Linked DNA regions of Pan troglodytes: region 1 is linked to region 2. A link is a contact called in public capture Hi-C data. All regions are on one chromosome and are shown on one strand. The core of a region is the stretch at or near the end of the contact, and the rest is flanking DNA. Distances in the headings are between cores, read along the strand shown. Region 1 has its middle 15 kb from the start of EYA3. Region 2 has its middle 21 kb from the start of PTAFR.

Region 1 (4,592 bases), core at 783-3,282, 94 kb before region 2:
GGCAGACAGATCACGAAGTCAAGAGACTGAGACCATCCTAGCCAATATGATGAAACCCTGTCTCTACTAAAAACACAAAAATTAGCTGTGTAGTGGCGCGTGCCTGCAGTCCCAGCTACTCAGGAGGCTGAGGCAGGAGAATCGCTTGAACCTGGGAGGTGGAGGTTGCAGTGAGCCGAGATCACACCACTGCACTCCAGCCTGGCGACAGAGCAAGACTCCATCTCAAAAAAAAAAAAAAAGTTCCAGAAATTGATAGTGGTGATGGTTGTACAACATTGTAAATGTACTTAATGCCACTGATTTGTACACTTTAAAATAGTTAAAACTGTAATCTTATGCATATTTTACCACAATAAAAAATACTATACCAAAAAAATGTAAAAATTTTTTACATGACAGCTAGCCTAAACTCTTCAAAATGTCAATATCATGAAAAATCCACAAATGGAGGGGATTTAGACTAAAAGAGAGTAAAGAGACCCAATAACAAATTGCAATGAGTGAACTTCGATACAATCTCGATTTGGGAAAAAGTCTACAAAATACATTCTTAGGCCGGGTATGATGGTTCACGCCTGTAATCCCAGCACTTTGGGAGGCTGAGGCGGGTGGATAACAAGGTCAGGAGTTCGAGACCAGCCTGACCAACATGGTGAAACCCTATCTCTACTAAAAATACAAAAATTAGCCAGGCGTGGTGGCGCATGCCTGTAATCCCAGCTACTCAGGCAGCTGAGGCAGGAGAATCGCTTAAACCCAGGAGGCAGAGGTTGCAGTGAGCCAAGATTGCGCCACTGCACTCTAGCCTGGGCGACAGAGCGAGACTCTGTCTCAAAAAAAAAAAATTCTTTTATCAATTGAGGAAATTTGAAAATGAACTAGCAATTAGAAGATATTATGAGGCAGGGTATGGTGGCTCACCCCTCTAATCCCAGTATTTTTGGAGGCCAAGGCTGGAGGATTGCTTGAGCCTAGGAGTTCGAGACCAGCCTGGGCAACATAGCGAAACCCTGTCTCTACAAATAATACAAAAGAAAAAAATTAGCTAGACATGGTGGCACCTGTGGTCCCAGCTACTCAGGAGGCTGAGGCAGGAGGACCACCTGAACCTAGGAGGTTGAGGCTGCAGTGAGTCGTGATTGCACCACTGCACTTCCAGCCTGGGCGACAGAGTGAGACCCTGTTTCAAAACAAAACAAACAAACAAACAAAACTTTCTGCTACCTAGATCCCTGGAGCTACCCTGTGTGCTTTTTCTGAGGCTTGACATTCAGCTTTCCTTCGGTAAGCTATCCCATATCTTTCCAATAAAATATTTTTGTTGTTGTTGTTATTAAGACCAGAATTGGTCACTGATGTTTTCAATCAATGAACCATGGCTGATCCAATGTCTTATCTATAAAAGACATAGAAAATCGGCATAGTGAAAATTCCTAGCATAAAAAAATCTATTGCTTTTATGTAACAGTTTAATATTCTCCAGGCAAGAGACAAATTACAACTTTGTGAAATAGGCTGTGAACTACAAAACTAATAAAAATCATTCAGAGGTGAAAAGAATGAAAGGTGAGAGAGGCATTACATGTACTCTGCCTCTGGAATACAATTCCACTTCCCTACCAAAGAAGGCAATGGGAGGAGAAGGAAGCGGAAAGTAGAAAAAGCTTCTCTGGCTCCCCTGAATAGGAATCTGGCAATAATCTGGCTGCTATTTGCTAGCATGCAGCATTCGAGGCACTGTGTTAGTCCTTCATATGCAGCGCCTCACTGACTTCTCCCAAGGGCACAATTATTATCTATCATTTGGCTATATATATTCTGATTCTCTCCACTTTACAGAAAACTGGGGCTCAAGGTTGTTAAATCTTAAGTCGAAGTCCCAGAGGTGGGAAGGGCAGGATCCAAACACAAGTGTGTGACTCCAGCGCTGGGGTAGGAGCACCTTGAAGGTGAAGGAGCCCAGCGAGCTGCAGCTTCCTAGTCCAGCCTCACGTCATCATCCCTGAGACCTAAGCTCCTCCCACTCAGATTCCTGAGCCAATCCGGAGAGAGGCCAATGGATATTGATAGACTCTGCATCTCTCCACCCTCTCTGAACCCAAGAGCTTTGTTTGCAAACTTGGTACAAAGCACTCAACTGCTAGCTTCCGAAGTTCCCATGAGTCACCTCTGCTGCCTGCAAGATCTGGGTCTGGATGAGCCCTAGCCACCCCTATGCCCCACCCTCCCAAGTTATGGCACTTTGTAAGCCCTGCTTCTCTATGTTTGTGTCATTTACCAGGGCTAGATTTCTCCCACTCCCATTCTCCGAGACTTAGTAAAGCCTAGTGGTTACATTTAGTAGCGTTACACAACAACCCTACTAAAAATGCATGGTTATCATTTGTATTTTTAGGTTGAGGAGCCTGAAGATGAAGACTCTTACACACAGAAGCACAGACTTTGGTCTGCTTCACCACTGCTTCTGTGTATAAGATTTAGTTGGGGTTGCTGTGAGGATAAAATGCACTAACCTATATAACGTGTGTGTGTGTGTGTGTGCGTGTGTGTGTGTGTGTGTGTGTGTATTACAGTGCCTGGCACCTCGTAAGCACTCAGTAAACAATAGTTGCTATTCTCATTACTTTCATTGTTCATTGTTATCCCCACACTATAGTCTGTCCAGCCTAACTTTCATCCCCATCTTCTGGTTTGGGGCCTAGATCTCCTGCCTTTTCTTGTCAATAAATATTTTTTTTCTCTCTAGAAGTGAATCCCAACTCTGGGAGGACTCCCAGGTCACTGATGAGTCTTCTTCTATTATACAGATCTCCCAGAATCAGGAGTTTGGCCTGCCTGACTTTTTCATTTATTAAACTTATTTCCAAGTGGATTTTTGTTGTGATGCTCACCAATTTTCATTTAGGACTTGAATGTAGGTAGTAGTCCCTGGGAGAATCAATAAAGGATGGGGGTACATGGGCTGGGGTTAGAGGCTGGACTCTTAAGTTAGCTGGGCCTGACCTGGCCCTTGCTGGCTGTGCTTCAGTTTCCTCAGCTACAAAATGGGGAGTTTTGGTCAGGTGCGGTGGCTCACGCCTGTAATCCCAACACTTTGGGAGGCCAAGGCAGGCACATCACTTGAGGTCAGGAATTCGAGACCAGCCTGACCAACATGGTGAAGCCTTCCATCTCTACAAAAAATAATAAAAAAAAAAATTAGCCAGGCATGGTGGCTCATACCTGTAATCCCAGCTATTCGGGAGGCTGAGGCAAGAGAATCAATTGAACCCGGGAGGCAGAGATTGCAGTGAGCCGAGATCATGCCAGTGCACTCCAGCCTGGGCAACAGACCAAGACTCTGTCTCAAAAATAAATAAATAAAATAAAATAAAATGAGGAGTCTCTCTCTTTCAGGGATGTAGCAAGGATTCCATGATACAGTGTCTGGAAAGCCCATGTGCCTGGCACAGTGTAGGTATGAATGATGTCAGTTTCCTTCCCTCTTGGGCCCATCAGCAGCTTGAAATACTGCCAAAAGCATCTTAAAAGAGAGGTCCCATCTCTAAGGAAGTGGAAGGGTACCCTCTCTCCTGTTGCTCCCTCTCCTGTTGCCCCTTCTACTTTCTCCCCAGCCACTGCCTCCTTTCATCAGATGAAACTTTGTCATTCTGAAGTTGGGGGGTGGGAGGTAGGGAAACAATGGGCAGAGAGGCTGTTCTGAGGGCCCCACGTGGCCCTCCCTGCTCGAATGCCATTTGGTCAGGAACCAGGCTTGCCATTTACAAAAACACATCCGTTCTGGAAACTACCACTTAAGGAAAAACTTTTTTGAGTCTTCAAAAACAGCAGTAAAAGGCAGGGCATGGTGGCTCACGCCCGTAATCCTAGCACTTTGGGAGGCCAAGGTGGGCGGATCACCTGAGGTCAGGAGTTAGAGACCATCCTGACCAACATGGAGAAACCCTATCTCTACTAAAACTACAAAATTAGCCTGGCGTGGTGGTGCATGCCAGTAATCCCACCTATTCGGGAAGACTGAAGCAGGAGAATTGCTTGAACCCGGGAGGCAGAGGTTGCAGTGAGCTGAGATTGCGCCATTGCACTCCAGCCTGGGCAACAAGAGCAAAACTCCGTCTCAATAAAATAAATAAATAAAATAAAACAAAAACAGCAGTAAAGATGACTAAAGAGGTAGAGAACAGGGCCTGTAGGGAAAACTCTAGAACCTGGATTGTTTAGGTTAAGGAAGTAAAGGCTGAAGGGCTAGGATGAGCTGCTGAGAAACAGTATTTGAGGAGGCAGAGCCAAATAGGACTGTTAAGTATATGCTATAGATTGAGAGGGGTGAGAGGAAGGGCGTTAAAAGGGTCTTGGCAAGTCCATTGATGCAGAGGCCTAAATTAGGTGGCTCTCCTTAAGAAAAAGAATGCAGAATTATAAATACAACATTACTAGGACCCTTCTTGGGCTTTAAAAGGAGTTTGTGCAGGTGAGGGGCCCTGGGGCTTAAACTCTGCTAACTTCACAGTGAATTTACCTCTAGCCAAGGGTGCAACAAGTGATCTGGTAACACAGGTTAGGGAAATGGTCTCAGAGCTTGATTGTTC
Region 2 (5,080 bases), core at 2,181-4,680:
GTAGGTTTGTTTGCAGTGAGTGGGTGGAGGGTCTTCCGGGTTGGGGTGTGGATCTGTCAGTGCAGTTGTGCATGTTGTGTGTCTGTAAGGATGTTTTCCCTTGGGTTAGGATCTGCATCACGTGAGGCAATATTGTCCGTTGGTGCCTGTTCGTGTATGTGTATAGGGAGGGTCATGGGTTGTATCTGTGGATGATGAGGGTCTGTTGTGTGTTGTGAAGGGGTTCTGTGGGTGACGAGGATGTGTTTTGTGTGGTGTGTGAGGAATGCTGCGTCTGTTGGTGAGTGTGTGTGAATGGCCCTGAGGGGTGAGAGGATTGTGCTGTGTCTGTGGGCAACAAAGACGGGCCATGTGTCCTTGAGGGGGTGCCAACAGGAGGGAAATCAGACATCACCTAGCTTTGTGGACCCTTCCAGAATCTGAGCAGCCTTGGGGATTCTGCAGGACAGCTAGACAAAGTGGCCGAAACTTAGCCCTTCCCTCAGGCCACCAGCCTCTTACCTGAGAAACAGCAGGGACAATGGTCCAGGCAGTGACAAAGAGGCTGAGGCAGATGGGGGTCCCCTGAGAGCATGTTTCCTGGACGGCTTCTCGGAGAGGTCCTGGATGACTTCTCGGGGAGCTCAGGAAGCAGGTAATGAGTGCACAGGAGGCAGAGGACGGGCCCAGGCACAGGTGTGTGACTTACTCTGCTCTACCCTCCAACGAGCAGCAGCAGGATGAAGGATTAGGAAAGGCCTGCCCCCGGGCTCTGCTGGGTGGGCAGGGCAGCTGAGGCCAGGAAGCCAGCTCCTGGGGCGGGGCCCCAACACCAAGGTCACCGGGAATACCCACATCCAGCCAGGCACACCAGCTCATCCCACAATACTGGGCTGGGCCCCTCTGATGCTGCGCCCCTCTGGGAGGAAGGGCTGGGCTTGGGCTGGCAGGGGAGAGAGGAACTGGGTCCTTTGACTGAGGGGGAGATGAGCCCTGACCTAGAGAAGGTTTTAGCCCTGTCCTCAGGAGCCCCCAGCCTGGGGGGAGATGGGGACACAGCCCTGTCCTCAGGAGCCCCAAGCCTGGGGGAGATGGGGACACAGCCCTGTCCTCAGGAGCCCCCAGCCTGGGGGAGATGGGGACACAGCCCTGTCCTCAGGAGCCCCAAGCCTGGGGGAGATGGGGACACAGCCCTGTCCTCAGGAGCCCCCAGCCTGGGGGAGATGGGGACACAGCCCTGTCCTCAGGAGTCCCAAGCCTGGGGGAGATGGGGACACAGCCCTGTCCTCGGGAGCCCGGGCTTCAATTCAATGGGTACAGCCCCAAATCCAGTGAGCCCCAAGTTGATGAAAAAGACCCAAAGCTGCTTTCAGAAGGCACCCTGTCTGAGGGGACACACAGCCAGTTTGCCCACAGGAGGCCAGTACAATGGGTGTGACAAAGCCCTGCCCACAGGTGCCCTCAACAGAAGGGGAGACAGACCTGCCTTCAGAAATGCCCAGCCTCTGGGAAAGAGAAGTTTCTGCCTTCTGAAGCCATATCTGGCTGAGAGGGAGACAAAGCCATCCCTGTCCCCATAGCCATCAGGCTGAGGGAGAAGACAAACCCTTGCACCTCAGAGTTCTGGCAAAAGCCTAGGACTGCACTCAGTGCTCCAGCTTTGCACATTCTGCACTGAAAGTTACTCTATTTCTATTAATACCTCTCCCCACCGCCCCCTACCACAACCAAAATATTGGGCTTAGCAGGGAGCAGAGGTGTCAGGCCACAGAGGAAAGCAAACTGGGCCATGGCATAGGTGAACATTCTCAAATGCCAGCTCTAAGAATCTGCCAGATGAGGGCTTAACCGCCGCCTCTGGTCCTCAGCTTGAGCCCTGCAGTGAATGTTTTCTGAGCCTATTTCCTGAGTCTGTAAGAGCCACACATACTCCCTACCTCACACTTAGCATGATGACTGGCACGTACCAGGAATTCAGTAAATGAAAATCACTTTATTTACCCAAGCTCCTGTCGAGTGTCCCAGGCTTAGGGGTCAACTCCTTTCCCCACATCAGACTCAGTTGGAGAACTTGTTAAAAATAAAAGTTTAGCCGGGCGGGGTGGCTCACGCCTGTAATCCTAGCACTTTGGGAGGCTGAGGTGAGTGGATCACCCAAGGTCAGGAGTTCAAGACCAGCCTGGTCAACATGGTGAAACCCCGTCTGTACTAAAAATACAAAAATTAGCCAGGCATGGTGGTGGGCGCCTGTAATCCCAGCTACTCGGGAGGCTGAGGCAGGAGAATCGCTTGAACCCAGGAGGTCGAGGTTGCAGTGAGCTGAGATTGCACCATTGCACCCCAGCCTGGTTGACAAGAGTGAGACTCCATCTCAAAAAAATAAAAAATAAAATAAATTAATTAAATAAAGGCTTAGGCCAGGCGTAGTGGTGTATGTCTGTAATCTCATCACTGTGGGAGGCTGCCGTAGAGGATCACTTGAGACCAGGAGTTCGAGACCAGCCTGGGCAACAAATCCAGACCCCATCTCTACCAAGAAAAAAAAAAATAGCTAAGTATGGTGGTTTGCACCTGCAGTCCCAGCTATTTGGGAGACTGAGGTAGGAGGATCGTTCAAGCCCAGGAGATTGAGGCTGCAGTGAGCCATGATCGCAACTGCACTCCAGCCTGGGTGACAGAGCAAGACCCCATTTCAAAAAAAAAAAGATTCTGATATAGCAGTGCTGGTGATGGGGCCAGGAAGAGTGAAATTTTAACAAGCACCCAGGCGATTCCAAGGTAGCAGCCCATGGAGCAATACAGGCTTGGAAGGACTCCAGAGGAAGCCAAGGAGAGGAGGGTTCAATCCTTCAGAGGCTGTTTCTAGCTATGCTTGCCTATCTCCCACCAGAGGAATGGCAGCCCCACTAAGCCACAGGTATGTGGTTAGGATAATGGCATCACTGACAGAACCCTAAGCTCCACCCACCCCCCACCTCTTGGAGGACTGGCTGTCCCTGCCTGATGGCTCCATCCCTGGCTGGGTTAAGTTGGGAGCTTGTTAAAGATCCAGCTGTCTGTCTCCCCACCACACACACACATACCCCACCCTGAATCAGAATCTTCAGGGAGATCAGAAAATGTCCTTGTAGGCCAGGTGCGGTGGCTTATGCCTATAATCCTAGCACTGTAGGAGGTTGAGGTGGGAGGACTGCTTGAGCTCCAGAGTTCGAGACCAGCCTGAGCAACATAGTGAGGCAGGATAGTTTGAGCCCGGGAGGTTGAGGCAGCAGTGAGCCATGATCATCGTGCCACCACACTGCAGCCTGGGCAACAAAGACCCTGTCTCAAAAAAAAAAAAAAAAAAGAAATGTCTTTTTAACAAGCTTCCCAGGTGTCCTCAATCCTCAGCTCTTTCATCCCTTTATTTAAGCAGGGAACAACCAGCAGGAGTGGGGCAGGGAGGAACGGCCACTGTGCACCCCACTGTGCTGGGCACCTGGCTTCCCTGACCTCCTCAGTCCTCAGGATACCACACACAGTAGAGTCAGGATTCAAACTCCAGTCTGTCTGATGCCAAATGCAGGCATATTGTCTCCATTTGGAAGGTTTGCCTCCATTTGTTTTATAATGAACAGAATCTCACTGATTTGCAAAACACGAATGGAGACGGTGTTTTTACCCTCATTTTACCAGAGGAGGCAGCTAAAGTCCAGAGAGGGGAAATGATTTGCCAGAGACACAATGCTAATGAGTGGTAGAGCAGAAAACTCAAGGAGGTGGGTGACTTCACGCCCTTTTGCACTCATTCCACAGGGCCCTTGTCGAGCTCCGAGCCCCCAGTTCTAATGGTGAGAAGCACTGATAACCTCCAGCAAGAGGCAGATGATCCAGATGTGCTAGGTTGAGGTTGGGGAGAGGGAGAAGGAAATCTAGAGGGGCAAATCCTGTTTCCTTGAGTTCCACCCTTAGAGCAGGCCCAGACCCATCCACAACCTCCCACACATTTCTTCCTACTTCCACTGGGGCCCCAGGGAAGCGGGAGGGGCCAGAAAGTGAAGCTGGCTGTGGCTGCTCCAGGAAGCAGCTGAGAAGCCACAGCCATAGGGTGCGGGCGTTCAGGTGACTGGAATGCCGAAGGCAACAACAGCTGATGCTTTCTTTCAGTGGTTACAATTTTTTTTTTTTTTTTTTTTTGAGACAGAGTCTCGCTCTGTCACCCAGGCTGGAGTGCAGTGGCACAAGATCTTGGCTCACTGCCTGCAACCTCCACCTCCCGGGTTCGTGATTCTCCTGCCTCAGCTTCCCAAGTAGCTGGGACACAGGCACGTACCACCATGCCTGCACCACCGTGCCCAGCTAATTTTTTATTTTTAGTAGAGACGGGGTTTCACTATGTTGGCCGGGGTGGTCTCAAACTCCTGACCTCTAGTGATCTGCCTGCATCGGCCTCTCAAAGTGCTCGGATTACAGGCATGAACCACCACGCCCAGCCTACACTTCATTTTAAAGGTGCAGTTCCCACTTTACATACCAGGATGCTGAGGCTCAGAGTTGATGTTACTGGCCCATATGCCGGGTTTCTACCCATACCTGGCTGGCTCCTTCCACCTCACCTCTGCCCACAAAGGTCATCTTGCCAGCAGTTGGCTCCACAGCTGGGGAGCCTATCTGCTCCACTATTTACAGAAAACAAGAAAAGTGGCTCATCCAGCCTTTCATTTTCTTCTGGGCCCTGGCACTCCTCCAGCAAGCCTTCCCTACCCAGAGAGCTCCCCTTAACCTATTCATGGATGAAGGGGTGGGAGAGGATGGCACTGCCATAGCCACAGCCCCACCCTGGAGGCCAGTCTTGACTGTACTGCCTCAAGTCAATGCCCAGCATACACTCCTCTCCCCAGCCACGTCATCACAGAGATTGCTCCAAGCAGGGTTATGAGAATGGGCTGGGACCACTGCTGATCTTCCCAGTGGGTCTGTCATTAAAATGTGCCAGAAAGTAAGTGGGAAGACTTTGGTCCATCTAGGAAAATACGATGTCCTGACTGAAACCCAAATTCCTCAATATGCCATTATGATCTCCCTGATCTCATCTCACCTCGTCTGTGCTCTAAGCATAACA

Evidence for each region. Capture Hi-C pulls out chosen DNA fragments and counts their contacts.
Region 1: a contact with region 2 is called in a capture Hi-C map of stem cell-derived neural stem cells, with 2.1 times the contacts expected there. The contact joins two enhancer-like sites. A contact is called at or near these places in 5 of 7 Hi-C or Micro-C datasets (blood, induced pluripotent stem cells, a lymphoblastoid cell line and 1 more), 1 of 1 datasets of contacts at active chromatin or transcription factors (stem cell-derived excitatory neurons) and 1 of 1 other capture datasets (stem cell-derived neural stem cells).

Annotation. Positions count from the first base shown.
Region 1 is chr1:202,888,936-202,893,527 of NHGRI_mPanTro3-v2.0_pri, reverse strand. No RefSeq gene overlaps it. Among named protein-coding and RNA genes, the nearest start is that of EYA3, 15 kb to the left of the region's middle. Within about 2 kb of position 2,032, at least 13 of the 24 cell types and tissues checked have an H3K27ac peak or open chromatin away from gene starts, as enhancers often do. A contact at or near this core is called in induced pluripotent stem cells and stem cell-derived neural stem cells, where this site is marked.
Region 2 is chr1:202,796,316-202,801,395 of NHGRI_mPanTro3-v2.0_pri, reverse strand. No RefSeq gene overlaps it. Among named protein-coding and RNA genes, the nearest start is that of PTAFR, 21 kb to the left of the region's middle. Within about 2 kb of position 3,430, at least 3 of the 24 cell types and tissues checked have an H3K27ac peak or open chromatin away from gene starts, as enhancers often do. A contact at or near this core is called in induced pluripotent stem cells and stem cell-derived neural stem cells, where this site is marked.